5 separate regions of the Mus musculus genome follow, and all the other regions are linked to region 3. A link is a contact called in public HiChIP or PLAC-seq and promoter capture Hi-C data. All regions are on one chromosome and are shown on one strand. Each heading gives the region's core, a stretch centred on a gene start, on an enhancer-like site or on the middle of the called end of the contact. The rest is flanking DNA. Distances are from core to core; before and after follow the strand shown. Region 1 holds the start of Galk2 (galactokinase 2). Region 2 overlaps Shc4 (SHC (Src homology 2 domain containing) family, member 4). Region 3 holds the start of Slc27a2 (solute carrier family 27 (fatty acid transporter), member 2). Region 4 has its middle 27 kb from the start of Secisbp2l. Region 5 overlaps Cep152 (centrosomal protein 152).

Evidence for each region. Promoter capture Hi-C pulls out the DNA fragments that hold promoters and counts their contacts. HiChIP or PLAC-seq counts read pairs in DNA pulled down with a chosen protein or histone mark.
Region 1: a contact with region 3 is called in an H3K4me3 HiChIP or PLAC-seq map of embryonic stem cells, with 5 times the contacts expected there. The contact joins the promoter of Galk2 here to the promoter of Slc27a2 in region 3. A contact is called at or near these places in 6 of 39 promoter capture datasets (the 3T3-L1 cell line, the HPC-7 cell line, cranial neural crest and 2 more), 1 of 484 Hi-C or Micro-C datasets (embryonic stem cells), 13 of 115 datasets of contacts at active chromatin or transcription factors (astrocytes, bone marrow-derived macrophages, embryonic forebrain and 5 more) and 4 of 9 other capture datasets (adipose tissue, embryonic stem cells, liver and 1 more).
Region 2: an H3K4me3 HiChIP or PLAC-seq map of embryonic forebrain shows a contact between it and region 3, with 4 times the contacts expected there. The contact joins the enhancer-like site here to the promoter of Slc27a2 in region 3. A contact is called at or near these places in 6 of 39 promoter capture datasets (the HPC-7 cell line, HPC-7-derived erythroid cells, cranial neural crest and 3 more), 1 of 15 datasets of contacts at CTCF or cohesin (the NIH/3T3 cell line), 3 of 115 datasets of contacts at active chromatin or transcription factors (embryonic forebrain and embryonic stem cells) and 2 of 9 other capture datasets (adipose tissue and embryonic stem cells).
Region 4: an H3K4me3 HiChIP or PLAC-seq map of forebrain shows a contact between it and region 3, with 4 times the contacts expected there. The contact joins the enhancer-like site here to the promoter of Slc27a2 in region 3. A contact is called at or near these places in 11 of 39 promoter capture datasets (the 3T3-L1 cell line, the C10 cell line, the HPC-7 cell line and 7 more), 8 of 115 datasets of contacts at active chromatin or transcription factors (acute myeloid leukemia, embryonic forebrain, embryonic stem cells and 3 more) and 4 of 9 other capture datasets (adipose tissue, embryonic stem cells, liver and 1 more).
Region 5: a promoter capture Hi-C map of hippocampal neurons shows a contact between it and region 3, with 3 times the contacts expected there. The contact joins the enhancer-like site here to the promoter of Slc27a2 in region 3. A contact is called at or near these places in 5 of 39 promoter capture datasets (the 3T3-L1 cell line, embryonic stem cells, hippocampal neurons and 1 more), 3 of 115 datasets of contacts at active chromatin or transcription factors (embryonic stem cells and stem cell-derived neural progenitor cells) and 2 of 9 other capture datasets (adipose tissue and liver).

What each region holds. Positions count from the first base shown.
Region 1 is chr2:125,864,854-125,868,229 of GRCm38.p6, reverse strand. It overlaps Galk2 (galactokinase 2), which reads right to left and starts at 2,007. Exons shown (of 10, transcript NM_001291002.1): 1 at 1,845-2,007. The coding sequence starts at 1,897.
Region 2 is chr2:125,703,361-125,706,550 of GRCm38.p6, reverse strand. All of the region lies in intron 1 of Shc4 (SHC (Src homology 2 domain containing) family, member 4), which reads left to right. Among named protein-coding and RNA genes, the nearest start is that of Gm35231, 13 kb to the right of the region's middle. Within about 2 kb of position 1,485, at least 36 of the 459 cell types and tissues checked have an H3K27ac peak or open chromatin away from gene starts, as enhancers often do. A contact at or near this core is called in embryonic forebrain and stem cell-derived epiblast-like cells, where this site is marked.
Region 3 is chr2:126,551,699-126,555,053 of GRCm38.p6, reverse strand. Slc27a2 (solute carrier family 27 (fatty acid transporter), member 2) reads right to left here and starts at 2,030. Exons shown (of 10, transcript NM_011978.2): 1 at 1,422-2,030. The coding sequence starts at 1,899.
Region 4 is chr2:125,808,137-125,811,182 of GRCm38.p6, reverse strand. No RefSeq gene overlaps it. Among named protein-coding and RNA genes, the nearest start is that of Secisbp2l, 27 kb to the right of the region's middle. Within about 2 kb of position 1,487, at least 45 of the 459 cell types and tissues checked have an H3K27ac peak or open chromatin away from gene starts, as enhancers often do. A contact at or near this core is called in forebrain, where this site is marked.
Region 5 is chr2:125,592,744-125,595,722 of GRCm38.p6, reverse strand. Cep152 (centrosomal protein 152) reads left to right here. Exons shown (of 28, transcript NM_001081091.1): 13 at 652-850. Among named protein-coding and RNA genes, the nearest start is that of Cep152, 31 kb to the left of the region's middle. Within about 2 kb of position 1,477, at least 4 of the 459 cell types and tissues checked have an H3K27ac peak or open chromatin away from gene starts, as enhancers often do. A contact at or near this core is called in hippocampal neurons, where this site is marked.

The DNA.
Region 1 (3,376 bases), core at 758-3,257, 690 kb after region 3:
CAATAGAAAAGTAACTAAGGCAGGACATAGGATCCAGGAGGCTTTCAATTTATGTTGCCCCTCCTACCTCTCCATGAACCATCATGCCTTGCCAGTCTAACAATTTAAATCCTAAAGAAAAGAGATATCACTGCAAAAGAAGGTAGACTTGAAATGTGGCTGCCTAGTGTCTTCACTTGGAAGATCTGATTTCCTGTGACATTGAAATGGTATCTTGAACAAAGATCATGAGTTCCACAAGAATCCAGTTTCCCCTGAGGATAGCAATCAATTGTACCATGTGACCACTTGATAGATGTGTAGAGTACATCATCTAGATTTATTAAGTCTCCCCCTTTCTAAAATAGGATGCTCTAAAATATTCCTACAGAACGTTGTGTGAAGCTGATAACAGTATACACAAGTACAACAACAGATGAGCATGATTGTACACTTGAGGTGCAGGCAGGGGATGAAGAGTTCAGTGTGGTCCGTGGATCGTAGAGACACTGTCTCAAAACAGATTCTGCAGCAGCAGAACAGAGCTTACATGACCACTATGGGCTTTCCTGGCGCTAACACAGATAAAGCAACACTAAATCGTTGTTTGGTGAGTAAAAACTGTAACAACCATGAACGGCATGAAAGAGCACTACATCGGAACTCCTCTTTTAGCAATGGTGCTATATTAGCAACATCCTCCCTTCTGCATAACTATGGAAAGTGATCTTTATGAAAAAAAAAAAAACCATATAAAATCGGCTGAGTGTGATGACACACATCTTTAGTCCTAGGCAGAGACTTGGAGAGAGTAGGTAACTCTCTCCAAGTTAGAAGTCAGGCTAGTTCAAGCCAGCCAGAACTACACATTAAGACCCTAGCTCAAAAATATCATATTTGAAGTTTATTCATAGACATGTTTTGTACAAGACTACACTACCAGAAAGGGTGGGTTTCTTTTCATGAAATGGATTCCTGGGGAGTCATTTGAACTATGTGGTCTCTCATTCACTGAATCTGTAAAAACAACCACACTGTACAAAGACTGACCTCAGAGAATCTTAACACATTCAACGACAGCCAGAAGTAATCTAAACTGTCTCTAGAGTAAGGTATGTTTTATCCTAGCAACTAAAGGTACATCGTTTGCTGACTTGCCCAGGAAGGAGCGTTTTCAAGCCATAGGAAAGTACAGTCTCATCAACCAAAACAGAAAGGAGAGCAGGAAAGAGTTACACTCAAAAGCAACCAACCTCAGAGAGGCCCTCGGACTTCTAACAGAACAGCAAGTGAACAGCTTCTGTGAGATTCCAGCTCCAGAAACCAGAACAAAGTATTCCTACAAAGTATCTGTAATTTTAAAAAGACCCTCCACTAGACATCAAAAAAGAATTGGGAGTTCTGTAGCTAGAAACTAGCAACAAATTAGTGCCTTGATGACAGTTTAGAGGTGATCAGATTTGTCAAAGATGCAGAGACTCAAAAATAAGTAGATAGGACGAAACTTGGAAAAAGCACTATCACTCGACAGGCAAGATAACTAGCAGTTCCAGGAAGAGCTGGGCATTTTTACTGAATCCTTCCCTAAGAAAGAGCAAAGGCCTCCGTGTGAAGCAACACACACAACCCCTGGCGCGGTGTCTGAGACCCAGAAGTCTAGAATCCTAAGGGTTCTGTCTGCTTCCAGGAACACACACGCACATGCAGACGCACACAAGCCCTAACTCAAAAGAAGCTGTCTACACACACACACACACACACACACACACACACACACACACACGTAACTCAAAAGAAGCCGCCTAAAGCAATGAGCGCCTTGTGCACTTCTCCAGCCCGGGATCCCGGCCACGCCTCTCCCCCACCTGGGATGTTCTGCCACCTGGACTCGTCGAGTGGCAGGGTCCTCCGCAGCCATATTTTGCTAGATCCCTCTGCAGTTTCCAGAAGTGCAGCACAGCTAAGCATCACGAGATTAAAGTGGCAGGAATGGCTTTCTTCCGGGATCTCAGCGGAAATCCTGCAGGTCCGCAGAAGTGGCTGCCTTTCAGGCTGTCCCGCCCCCAGCTCCTCCTCCCCCCTCTCCAGGCAACAGCTGTCAACCGTGGCCACCACCTTTCGCTGGGTAAGCAGCAAGGCCGATTGACCAGGTTTTTCTTTGCCCTGATGTGGCTGAGTACAGCCCCAGTTGAAGACCCATCCATACCTTTCCTCTGATCCCTCTCAGTCTTTTTTTTTTTTAATTTGACATTTTTTTCTTCCTTAATGTTCAGCAGATATGTGCCAAAGACCATAAAATGATCACCTATTGCTTCTTATTCAAATTTATTTCCAAAGCAAGCAACATAAAATAGATGTGAATATCTTTGCTCTTCCTTCTAGGATGCAAGCATAGGTAGGCCTTCATAAGACACCACTAATGATGAGAAGAAACCTTTAGCATCTGTTAGGCCTCAAAGAAACCTGGAACAAGTCCCACCCACCATCTGTGGTTCTCACACACACACACAGAGAGAGAGAGAGAGAGAGAGAGAGAGAGAGAGAGAGAAAGAGAGAGAGAGAGAGGTGGCAGTACCATGTTTAGTCTGAACCCCCCTCCCCTTCCAGATGTCTCTGGCTGTTTTCTCTGTCACAACTATAAGAAACCTTCTCCTCAACCATACCTAGCCAGTCATGCCCTCATTTTTTCATTCGGTATCCAGTTCACCCCTCATTTTTCTGTTACCTAAGGAAACCCGAGACCCTATTAAAAGCATACCATCTCCAGCACAACTCCCCCATTACTGTGCTGGGCTAAGAAAAGTCACCCTGAATACTTCTTTTCTTGTGCACGTACTGTCCATCTAGCTGTTGCCTCACCATCACTACCAACTATAAGCAACCAACTCGAGGGCAGGAGCACTGTCCTCAGCACCTGACACACTGCCTGGCAGACTGGTTCTCAAAACACAGGCACAACTGAGTGAATGACTGAGGTGGAGTTCACACAGCTCATGAATTACTTTTCTTTTGCTGTGACAATATGCCCTGACAGATGCCCTGCCCACTGAGAAGGAAAGGTTTATTTGGCTTACAAATAACAGGGAAGTCAAGGCTAGCCCGCAAAGCATCGTGTCTGAAGTCATGTACAGAGAGAATAGATTCACAAGACCTTCTTTGACTTCTGGCTCTCAGCTAGCTTTTCTCTGTATAAAATGTACGCACAAAAAGTCTCCCCACTCTTTCTGATGGAAGGACATAAGGTTGACAACAGTGGACTTCTTTAGAGCCCTCTGCATGTGCCCCCCCCCCAATCTGGAATGAGAGAGAGAAAGGAGATATGTATGTTACCTTCGCAAGGAAAATGTATACCTTGTACTTTTTAAAATTAAATTTATTTAATGTGGGTGTGCATGGG
Region 2 (3,190 bases), core at 236-2,735, 850 kb after region 3:
TTTTCCATCTCATTGACGATACATGACCTTTGCTGTATTTTTAGCTTTTATTTATTTAGTCTAAGAAGTGGGTTGGAAGGAAATGGAGTTTGGAATCTCACGGACGGATGAAGAGAAATTGGGATCACATTTAAGCTAGGGTTGGCTGAAATTTGGCAAATATGATCAAAACTTCAGCATATGTTCAGAAATCTCACTGTGGTTTCACACTGTTCTGGGTCTGGAGAATAAAAGACTTCAGAGGACTCACCTTCCACACTCCAAGACTGCCTCAGACAGCTCATCAGGAAATGAGGGTATTGTAATCTTTGCTGATACTCCTTGACATATCTGCAGACTGTAGTCTCTCACTGCAGTCCTTAGTGTGGTAGAATACCCTTTCTTTTGCTCTTAGCTGTGCCCATTGTCTGGGAACCCCTATTACAACCTTCATGGCTTGTCTTTCTTTCCTGCAATATCCCACCCCCACACCCCATTCCCAACTTGACTTTCTCTGAGAAATCTTCCCTGGCTCCCCAAGATTAGCTAATCCTGCTGTTATAATGCCCCTATAGAAAGAGCTCTTGTTTGAGGTCCCTTAAAAGTAATTGGGGCTTTTTCATCCGCGCGCCAAGCTAAGCAGGTGGAATTGAAGATGTCCAAGAAGAACACTGTCATCCAACATAGTGACCACTGCATAGGTCAAAGACATGAGTCACAAAATTGAATAGCTAGTACATGCAAATCTCAGGTCAGCCCAAGCCTGTCTGAGTTTTGAAGCACATGCTCTTTTTTTTTTCTTTTTTCTTTTTCAAGACAGGGTTTCTCTGTGTAGTTCTGGCTGTCCTGGAACTCACTCTGTAGACAAGGCTGGCCTGGAACTCAGAAATCCTCCTGCCTCTGCCTCCCAAGTGCTGGGATTAAAGACATGCACCACCACTGTCTGGCGAAGAACATACTCTTTAAGACTCTCACTTCTTCAGGCTGACCCTGGTAGCGCCAATCATGGCCTGTTTTACATTAGCGGGACAGTGCATGTTGTCTCAGTATTTCTTCCTCCTGCTGTGTATCTGCAGCACATTGGCTGAATCTCTGTTCTGTACTATTCTCACTCATTGGCATTGTAAGAGGAAGGAAACTGGACAGGCCACTGTCCTGTGATGCCATCCACCAAATGAGGAGCTGTGTCCAACTTCAAAGAGGCTACCGGAGTAAAAAACCCATGCTGGGGGGGGGGGAGGTTGGAGATGCTTTTGCATTGGCACCAATGACTCCCGCGTATTCAAAACAAAGCAGTGGAGGGAGCAAAACCATGGAAATGGAGGCAGACCAGAGCCTGTGTCTCAAGGAAGGAGAGCCTTAGGGGAGTAAGAAGGGCCTGCCTTTCCAACCACAGGCCTCTGATTTAGCAGCTGCTGGCATCAATTATTCAGTTGTAACGGGCCCCCTTATATTAGCACTTTTAAAGCCTTTTCTCTTCTGAATGTATCAATTCTTTGACACAGCGGGGATTCCCTGCCTCTGTCAAGAGAGAGCCTGGAGAAAGCAGTCAGCTGATGTGGCGAAAGTAAACCTAAGCCGGGCAGGCTCTGCCAGCCGACGTCTCAATTCACATTTGCATTAGGAGCATTCAGTCCCAGAAGAGCAGAGACAGCACCTGTGGCCTCCTTGGATTAGGCCTTTCCACACTGATAAAAATCTCATACTAGCTGGCCTTGGGCACAGTGCCACAAAGACTTGCTTTAGGGTATTAGTTGCAACTTTTGAATTGTAATCACAAAATCAGAACCATTGAATAAAAGACACAAGGCCCAGGGACTCTCCTAAGACGGCATGAAAATTTTTGTCAGCGAGAATTCACCTTTGTTTGTTCCAATCCCTGCTTTCTTGGAACACAAAGGCTAACTGGGTAAGGTGGAATGGAAGGCATATTTACCATCTTTGGTGGCTAAATTCAAATGCCACCAAATAATGTTGTTACCGGAGGTGTTCCAGTCAGAGCCTGGGTACCAGCAAGTGTCTCTACCTAGCTGTAGCCTGTCCTCAATTGGCCAACTAAGAAGACAAAGCAATAGTGGGAAACTCAGCAAGTGGACGTATTCAGTTTGGTCACATTGGTAAAGTTGTGAATAAAGAGGGTCCAGAGTCTATCTTCAGAGTCTTGGCTTATGTGTAGGTGGATGGCAAGAAGTCTATACAACCAAGCAGACCCAGGGTGGCTATGCTCTTCCCCACCATTGATCTTCCTCGATGTACCTCCGGTCCTTTCTTCTAAAGTGCTCTGAGAACTTGGAACTGTGGGGAATCTCTTCCTGGGAGACAAGTTCCTCTTCTGGCTGACACCAAGCTTCAGTGTTTTCCTTCTCACAGCATGAGATTCTTGAGAAAAGTCTACTTCTAGGGGTTCCTTGATTCAATTATCTGATTAGCAAAGGGGGGGGGGAGGACAAGTGTCCTCACAGGGCTGTTACACTATAACACAATACTCACGATGGGACAGTTTATAAAGAGTAAGAAAGTTATGTGTGTGTGCTTCTGGAGTCTGGGGAGTCCAGCAATGTGGTGCTGACACCAGCTCATGGCTCATCAGCTCACATCAGCATCTGGCCAGGGCCATCTTGCCACACCATAATTTGGTAAAGAGGATGGCACGGTAGGACGGAGCTAAAGTGCTAGTTTGGGGTCTCCTGGATGGAGAGGTAGAGGAGAAGGTGATGCAGCATCATTAAGCCATAAATGTTTTGGTTCCAAGATTCATTCTCATTTTAAACATGTCCCTATGTTATATCTACTTTGGTACATGACAGACTTTAAGAAGGTAGTCATGATGGGGAAGCCTCTATCTAATTCAGGACCCCAAAAAGGACTGTTAGTAATAGATGTCTTCTGGATAAATTGTCATAATCTTGAGTTTAAAGTAGTGTCCAGCACGTAGTCGCATGTGTCTGTCTTGTACTTTTCCCTAAATCTGGTGTAGCATCTCTTCTATATGGTTCACTTCTTTGGTGCCGGGTGGTACCATGATACAGACAGCTTCAACCACGAGAAGATCTAAGCTCCACATTAATGAGCCCTGTGGTCCCTGAGCAGAGCATCAAACTTCTGCTAATCCGTTTTTGCAGCTGACAAAAGAGATTGTCCACTTCTGTAGATCCTGCCCCCGTTCCATCCTGAACATTAAATGAAGCCAGACTCTTGAGACTAGATGGAG
Region 3 (3,355 bases), core at 781-3,280:
CCAAACTCCTTAGTCATTTAAACCTCAGTCTCTTTGTGGGTTAAACTGTAAGCCCTATGAAGGTACCACCAAGAACTGGGGGAACCGTGGAACAGGGGAGTCTAAGCAGATGTTGAGGTGCTTCCTCAGGTGGAACACAGGTCACTGTATTCATAACTTCGTTCTGAGAAAGCTGGCGACAGAGCAGGCCGTGACAGCCTCCTGGTTCCGAGGGAGAAGTCCTTAGAGACTGTTGGGAGTATCTTCGAAGGTCCGGGCCCTTTGCATTATTTGATGCCTTTAAAACCATCTCTCTACTTTATAAACTTTAGTTTCAAAGCCTCTGCTTTTCATATTACGTATTTTATGTCACATAGGGCAGGCTTATACATTTCCTGGTTTCTTAGAAGTAAATGGGCATTTAGACTTTTGAGGGCACTAGGCAAACTGCTTGGTTTGTCTCAGTTTCCTGAGCTATGAAGTGAAGGGCAGAGCAGATAGACCCTTGACTCTCTGAAGCTCTAAAGCATACATCTGTGTAGAGGATGGCACTGTATAAGAAACGTGGGCTTTGAAGACGGAGCTAGGCTGGAAAATTCTATATGTTTCCTCAATCATATAACGGAGGAGTGATTTTTAATTTATCAGAATATTAAAACCATCCATTACAGTATTTGGCACCAATGGGCATCCCAAAGAGTTGGATCCTCTCATCTTCTGTATGGTTACTAATGTCTTTTTACTTTTTCCTGGTCCGGTCTCTCCTTACTGACTGTGAGAAGCAGCAAGGGTGTTGTTCAGACACTAACTGCTGGGAGCTGAGGAAAAGAGAGGACGGGGACAGGGAAGCGACTTTCCCATGACTGTAAGTCTACCAAAGCTAGGGGCTGGATCCACTGCGGTTCTCATCCAAGGCCCTCTGAATTTTAATGTAAATGTGTTAAGTTCTGATTGGAGGAATGGATTTAGAAGTGGATCCCTTTGGACAGCCCCAAGTCTTCCTTAGACACTGCACGTGAAGCTTTGGATTTCTGGGCTGCACATAGAAATCCCATGATATGAGTTGTGAAGATTAAAAACAACATTGTGCATATACAGCGGTCCCCTGGGTTAACATTGAGGGTGGGTGGGAACTGCCTCGCACATAACATGGATACACACTTCTTCTTGCCATCTCTAAACAACACAGGTAAGAATGAGTGGTTTAGTATTCAACACCGTGTTAGGTATCATACGCAATCTGGACTCCGCATTGGAGGACTGAAGCGCTTCGAAAGACAGGCCACTTTACATCTAGGAATTATAAGGATTGTTAATCAGCGTCGTACACCTGGAATTGACCTCTTTTCCTGCTTCCCGGCCCCACACCACACTGCAACCCCGAAACCAAGTGCCTCTATCCTCCCACCTCCAGGGTTAGGGCCGGCGGTTTTGCAGCTCACCTGGGGAGGCCAGCAGCACCTTCGCCCCGCAGCATTGAAAGCAGTGCAGCAGAGACTTGGCACGAATGTTGTAGTTGAGGCACGCCATGGGACAGCCCAGTTTGAGCAGTCCCAGCCAGATCCACACGTAGGCCGGCTCATTGCCCATGAAGAGGGCTACGCAATCCCCCTGTCGTAGGCCCAGTTGATCGTGCAGCGCCCGCGCCACTTGGTTGCTGCGCCGGTCCACCTGGGCGTAGGTGAGCGTCTCGTCTCGGAACAGCAGGAAGGGCTTGTGTGGGGTCTTGCGCGCTTGTTCCAGGAAGGCCCGCAGGATGGTACGCACGGGTCGCCGCTGCCGGTAGCTGCGCACCCGCCGGGCCATGTTGGCCAGCCGCAGGAAGTACCGCACATCTTGGAGGAGGTAGGGGCAGCAGCAGGTGAGCAGCAGAGGCAGCAGCAGCAGCCCCGCCAGGCCGGTGTAGAGCACTGGCAGCATGGCGGTAGCTGCGGGGTCCCCGGTCCCCGCCGGGGCCGAGGGAGTGCTCGAGGCGTGCAGCGCGGCGGCAGGCGGGAGAGGAGCAGAGCAGGAGCTGGCGACTGGGCTCGGCCTCCGGACGCGCTGCGACTGCGGGTGGCGGCTCGGCTGCAGGTGCCTGTGGCGCGCTGTGCGGGCGGGACGGCCGTGGGTCCCGCCCCCTCGTGGGGCTCCTCGTGCGCTCAGGGGGCCGCTCCTGTCAGCCTGGGTGGCCCAGGATGCCACAGCACTTGTGTTCAGTGTCTGGGGTCAGATGAGATCTAGTTCTCCGCAAACAACGCTTAGCGCAAACAGCCCACGTTGAAAAGGTCAAAGGCGTGGTGCTGTGGTTAGTTATTCTTATCACACAGCGCAGTGCCTTTGCTTAATCAAGTACCTTATAAACGCACCGCAGCCTTATTATTAATAGCGGGCACCAGGTGCCACAGCCAACTCAGAGTCCCACCTCCACTCCTTGGTCCCAGAGGCTTTCCGCTAGATCTCTCTTTGTTTCTAACGTTTGCTTCTCTGCTCAGGCAGTCTCCTGTGGGGAAGGTTTCAAGGTTGAACAAAAGCGCCAGAGGTGGTCGCATTCAGCTGCACCTGCCAGCCCCTCTTGTGAGCTTCGCCTGTTTCGGGAACTCCGGAACTCGAGCAATGGGGTCCTGTTAATTTGTTTTGAGATTTTGTTCTGTTACGCGAGCCACTTTCCAACATCGACGGTATTGTGGACTCAGTTCGACATTTACCAAAACACACAAAGCAAACAAAGTAAATAATGGCATATCTCAAAAGTCATTTCTTCAAGAAGTTTGATCTATGTATTAATGCCCCTAGGTAGTGGTACTGTACAAGGTTAGCATGCTTGCTACCAAGTAAAGTAAAGATGTGCTTCGTTGTCACAGTCTTCTGTCTCATGCTCATTCATATTATTGTTGTAAGATAACTTGTCTTGAACCGTCAGAGGTCTTCTCAGATGATCCTTTCATGCTTGTTCACTGAGGAGAAAGGGAAGTTTAGGTGATTCTTTGTCATGTCCACTGCAGCTGTGGTTTCCTGTGTAAACCCTGGAAGGGGCTAAGGAGGGAAGGAGAGTCAGTTTTCTTTAGCGATGTGGTCCCTAGAAGGTCGACCTTGCTCTAGTGGATGGCCCTACGGCCCAACTGTACACACACACACACACACACACACACACACACACACACAGATAAGTGTATATACTGTACAAATTGAATTGAGATCTATTGGAAAAAGGAAGAGGGCATCAAGGAGAGGTGATAGGGTCTGGAAGAGAGATCGGATCTGGAAATATTTAGGGGTAAATATGATCAAATACATTGTATGTATGTGTGAAGTTCTCAAAGAATTAATAAAAATATTATGCTTAAAGAATATCTAGTAATATGTGAGATATGAAAGAGGAACCAGTTTGGTCCCA
Region 4 (3,046 bases), core at 238-2,737, 740 kb after region 3:
AAAGAGAAAGTGCCCTGTTTGATGTTGCTCTGGACTTTGAAACTAGGAGACCAGTGGGAGGAAGCGATGGCTCTCCTGAAGTACTTTCTTTTCAACTGCTGGTAAGAGCAGAGGCATGCAGTGTCCTCTAAGCCCGGAGTTCCTACTTGGAAAGGATGGGAGTGGTGGTTGTATAATTGCTGTGGTCTGAGGAAAGTAGCTAGCCATTAAAACCTTCCCACCACCCACCATGACTCCCTCCCATTAAGCTTTTCAGAGAAGGTTCACTCCTGACTGTAGTGCAAAGCTTACTGTGATGTAGTGTGAATTTATAGAGGTGTACCCAATTAAAATAAGCATAGAATTAATATGGCAGAAAGACATTTTAACCAACATCTACAAAATATTTGTGGTCATTTTAAGGTTTTGTTTTTGTCTGTTTGTTTGTTTGTTTGTTTGTTTTTCGAGACAGGGTTTCTCTGTATAGCCCTGGCTGTCCTGGAACTCACTCTGTAGACCAGGCTGGCCTCAAACTCAGAAATCTGCCTGCCTCTGCTTCCTGAGTGCTGGGATTAAAGGCGTGCGTCACCACGCCCGGCTCATTTTAAGCTTTTTAATATTTTGTTGATATTTAAAAATGTGTAGTGCTGGGGATCAAACCCAACATTGGCTCTTTGGCTTTCTTCAAACTATTGGCTGAAGTGTCTACGGAACTGTAAAGCCATTCATTGGGATTACAACAAAGCTGGTGATCTTTGGCCCATTTAAGGACACCAGTCAACGCAAACTGTCACAGGGCTAAAGCGTCACCAGATACTTTATAGGCAGCAACAATATTTTTACCACTGGGGAAAATCTGCCTTTTTGGAACAGCTTAAAAATAATGTTTCTGTTTCAGCCACAAAGATGTGAAAGTGATATAGGCTCATTAATACAGCCATCTATATGAAGACTCATATATGCTTAAATAAACAAGAGTTCTGGAAGACTGTCATCAGCATATATTTGCATATTCAAATCAGACAAAAGAAGCCTCTGACATTCACTTTTGCTCCTGCTTTTTTTTTGACTAATTATCATATTCTGCTTAGTCTTAATATTTTATAAAAAGGAATTCTTTATCATGCCTTTAGCCTCACTGCATCAGAGAATGCTTGTCCCCATGCGTCACCCTTTAAATACAAAGTCTGAAGTAATCTGTCTATCCTACTTGAAAGTTGTTTAAAATTGTAGATGGACGAACTTGAAAATTCCTTAAAGTGGAATTCGAGAAAATCTTCACTGTTCCACAAATCATATCCTATTCAGTGTCCCACTTTTCTCCAGAGCAGACAAATTCCCCAGAGTTAGGCCACGTTCCAGGACATCCTCCTTTTCATTTAATTATTTTGAGGATAAAAAGCTTTTTCATAGCACCCCCACAAAATCTGCTATGCCAAGCACCGCAAGCAGTTACACAGAGCAGCGAGCCTAACACAATGCTTGCGATTGTAGCATTCCACCCAGCTTCGCTCCTGTGCCCCCAGGCCTGTAATCTCTACACTGAATGCAGGTTTAACACTGACAGACCCAAGAGCCACACACGCCTTCCAGTCTCTGCCCTGAAGCAATGGAGAGTTGTTCCTTCAGCAGAGGACCCCACCACTCAAGACAGTAGATTCCACTGTCTTCAATAATTGTGTTGTGTGGTGAGAGGCAGGCCCTTGCCTGCCAATGGCTGCCAAAAAACTCTCCTCAGAAGAAAACCGGCTTAAATTTGAGACTACACTCAGCAAGTGACCTTATTCAGATGCCCGTCTGGTAGACCTTTGTCAAACAGTTTAATCCAGGTGCTTCACCAGGAAATCGGCTGCTCACAGACTTCCAAGGGATGGTGTGTGGGAGCTTGCTTTAAGAACATTACACTTGGTGTTGCCTCAGTCACGATTTGAGAGCTGGAAAGCCAGGCCTGGGGTCACTCACTGGTCCACCCACAGAGCCACTTGTTCCTGTGAGGAAAGCCACTTGTGTCTTCAGCACGGGCAGCTTCCCAGGCAGGTCTTAGTGGCTTCCTCAGTTTCTCTCACTAATCCTCTGAATCTTATTAACTGACAGACCTGCCTGTGGCCAACCTCTACTAAGTATGCAGGTTTTCCACACACTTATACTGTATCCCTGCCATGGGTAGTATACATATTTTGTTAAGCTGCCCAAAATTCTTTGAAGAGTTGTAAATCAATATGTAATTTTAGATTTATTTTATTCTACCTATATGAGTATTTTGCCCGCATGCACATAAGTGTGCCATGTACGTGCCTGGGATCCTCGGAGTTTGAGGGCATCAGAAGGTTATTAAGTCTCCATGTGAGTGCTGGGAACCCCACTTCTGCAATAACAACAAATACTTCTAACTGCTAATCTCTCCAGCCTGATAAATAGTTTTAAATATCAGCTTCTTATATCATCCTGAAAAACAGTTGTGGGTGATTATTCTTATTCTAAGGAAGTGTTCTTGTGCATAAGCATTTATTTAAAAGTTACACAGACTGCTCCTAACTGGTTGCTGATATTTTAAAAGTCCATTAGTTATCTCCTTACAACAGTTTTCCTGTTTTTGTTTTGGTCTTGTTGGTTGGTTTTTGTTTGCTTGTTTGTTTGGTGTTTATTTGTTTGTTTTCAAAATTGAAAAGATAATCAGAACCAGGTTCCATAGAACATGTCTGTAATCCCAGACCTAAAGAGGCTCTAAGGCAAGAAGATCAGGAGTTCAAGGATAGCCTGGGCTTTTCAGCATGCTTAGGGCCAATCTAGGCTATATAGTAAGACTTTTTTTCAGAAAACAGCAAAAACCAAGACAAGTTGATTAAATAAATTAGAAGTCAAAGACAATATTAGACCCACAAGCTCAAATTCATTTACATTTATTTGTAAATATGTCATCATTGGAGCCAGAGAGATGGCTCAGTTGGAAGAGTTCTTGATGCACAAGAATGAACACCTAAGTTTGGATTATTGGTACAACATAAAGCTTGGCACTCATCTGTAACCCCAGCATGTGGTAGTGCAAGTTAGAGAAATGTAGATCCTT
Region 5 (2,979 bases), core at 228-2,727, 960 kb after region 3:
TATCTGTATCACCTTGCTCAATATTAGTATGACACATACCAAAAATCACAAGTGTGAGCTGTGTCAGGCAGAAAGACCAAGGGGGAGCATGCCACCAAGGGGAGCATGCCACCAAGGGGAGCATGCCACCAAGGGGAGCATGCCACCAAGGGGGAACATGCCATGTGTGGGGGGGTGAGCTTGCTTTTGCAAAGGTGATATCCTTGTGTATGACCGAGTTCTAACTTATTTATTTTTGTTTTATGTGTATTAGTGTTCTGCCTGTATGTTTGTATGTGCTTTGTATGAGTGTCTGGTGACCTTGGTGGCCAGAAGAGGGCATCAGATCCCCTGGAGCTACTGATGGTTGTGAGCCCCCTCGTGGGTACTGAGAATTGAATCCAGGCCTTCCGAAAGAGCAGCACATGCTCTTCATTACCAAGTTATCTCTCCAATCCCCAAGTTCCAAACCCTTTAGCAGCGTTTAGCTCAGTGTTAGAATGCTTGCCTAGCGTGTATGAAGCATAGGAAACAAAGAAACAAAATGTTCAGAAAGAAAGTTCAAAATGCTGTGACTGTAAGGGATAGAAACCATGACCACATGTGGCTAGGGCTTTATGGGTCTTTGATTTGTTTCTTGCTTTTATGCTAAACGGGCAGTTTCCCCATCAGGGTCACACAGCAGGAGTCCCCAGATGAAGACCCTTCGAAGGATGAGCTTATCCTGAAGCTGAAAACGCAAGTCCAGCGCTTGCTGACTAGCAACTCCGTGAAGCGACATCTGGTGTCTCAGCTGCAGAGCGATCTCAGAGAGTGCCGGGAGACAATGGAAGCTTTCCAGCAATCCAAGGATGGTGACAGCGGCATGGAGGTGAGACCCTGCAACCTGTACACGTAAGAAGCCCCCTTGAGACATGCGCCTTATAGATGGAAGTTACGTTTTTGGTTTCTTAGGGTTTATTTGACTCTTAGATGTAAAGCTTACAGGAAAAAAAGCCACCTGATAGATAGGCTGTTTATTGGCTTGTTTTAGGCACCTAGTAAATGAGATGCCAGTTAGGCTAAATTCTTTGTTCACAAATGAAAGGAGGACTTTGTAGAGGGGATGCGCCTTTTGTCAGGCACCTCCTGTGAGGCCCCTTAGCAGCTCTGCTCCTGAGCGCGTTCTGTTCTGTTCTGTTCTTACAACGGTTGGTCTCTGAGGAAATGAGGTAGAGAGCACTGGTCGATACTTACTTCTGAGATGTGTCTTTTAGATTTAGTGATGGTTTTACTCTGTAATCCTGGCTAGCCTTCAGGTTGTAATCTTCCGGCCCTGAGCACTGAGATTGTGGGAGTGTGCTTCCATGCCGGTGTCTGATATCCACCTCAGTGCTCTTTAGCTGACATCTTCGAGGAAAATGAAGGTAGGGGAGTCTGTGGCGCTCTGAGGTTTCACATTTCCTACATTTCTTAGGAAATGAAGTTACACTTCATGACTGATAGGGGTCAGAGTTACTGCTGGAAGCTCCTGCAGTCAGAGCTTGAGAGCAGCCTTTTTCTTCCTCATTTTGACAAACTGAACATTTGTACTGTCAAGAAAAATAATGCAGAAATGAATTGATAATTAAGAAAAGAAAGCGGAAGTTTGAAAGGCATGCAGGGAGTGTAATCCGTTTCTCCAGAAGGAAGGAAGGAAGTTTTAATCTGACTGCTGCTTTTTTATCCCCTGGTTCTTATGTGAGAGTCCTGTTCATTAACAAATCCTGTCAAAATATGTGAGATGTTCTGAGGGACCAATTTTTTGTGATATTAAAAGAAAACTTGGTTACACCCATGACATTTGTGCCACATGTGGGCATCTATCTCTTGGCATATGAATCAGTATCTTAGTTCCCAGCGTTCCCAGCTGAGTGAGACTGTTGACTTCCTCTCACCCCCATACCCCCACCTCCGACCCCCCAGCATTCTGCATAGCATCTTCTGGTAGTGTAGAAGCTAGAAGGTTGGTTTGTTTTTATTAAACATTCTAATTTGGACTGTATTATATAATGAGTGATCGACTTTCAAATACTGCGTGGACTCTTCTTTCCCAGATCTTTATAATAGAACTTGGAATTAGTCTGTAAAGTTAGAAAGCATGTTTGGGATGCCTTGGGAGGTCTATGGAGAGAGAGAGAGAATGGTTATTCATTTTTGTTTTTGAAAAGATGCGTAAGATTTTGTGGGATTTACTGGTAATAGAACTATGAGGCATACATGAATATTTAAAAGTTTGATTATGTGGAGCCACATATAACTGTAGTACTTTGGAGCATCATCTACATTTAAACATTTGTTTCTATTAAAAATTAAGCTGGCTGTGGTGGTACACACCTTTAATCCCAGCGCTTGAGAGGCAGAGACAGGTTTCTGCCAAGAGGCAGAAACTGAGTTTCAGGCCAGCTTGCTCCAGAACTACATAGTGAGACGCTGTCTCAAACAAAACAAACAATCAAAGCACATTGTTTTGTGGTATTTCCAGGCTACTACATGGTAGAGATCAGGAGACTGCTCATATACTGCGTTAGGCAGTGTTTGGGTGTAGATCAGATATGCCTTTCATTCCAGTTGACCAACTGGGTGGTTAAGGAAGATTGTAGTGCCATTGCATACACTAGCAAGATTTTACTGAAAGGACCCAGATAGAGCTGTCTCGAGTGAGGCTATGCCAGTGCCTGACAAATACAGATGTGGATGCTCACCATCATCTATAGGATAGAACACAGGGCCCCCAATGGAGGAGCTAGAGAAAGTACCCAAGGAGCTAAAGGGATCTGCAACCCTATAGGTGGAACAACATTATGAACTAACCAGTACCCCGGAGCTCTTGTTTCTAGCTGCATATGCATCAAAAGATGGCCTAGTCGGCCATCACTGCAAAGAGAGGCCCATTGGACTTGCAAACTTTATATGCCCCAGTACAGGGGAACGCCAGGGCCAAAAAGTGGGAGTGGGTGGGTAGGGGAGTTGGGGGGGTGG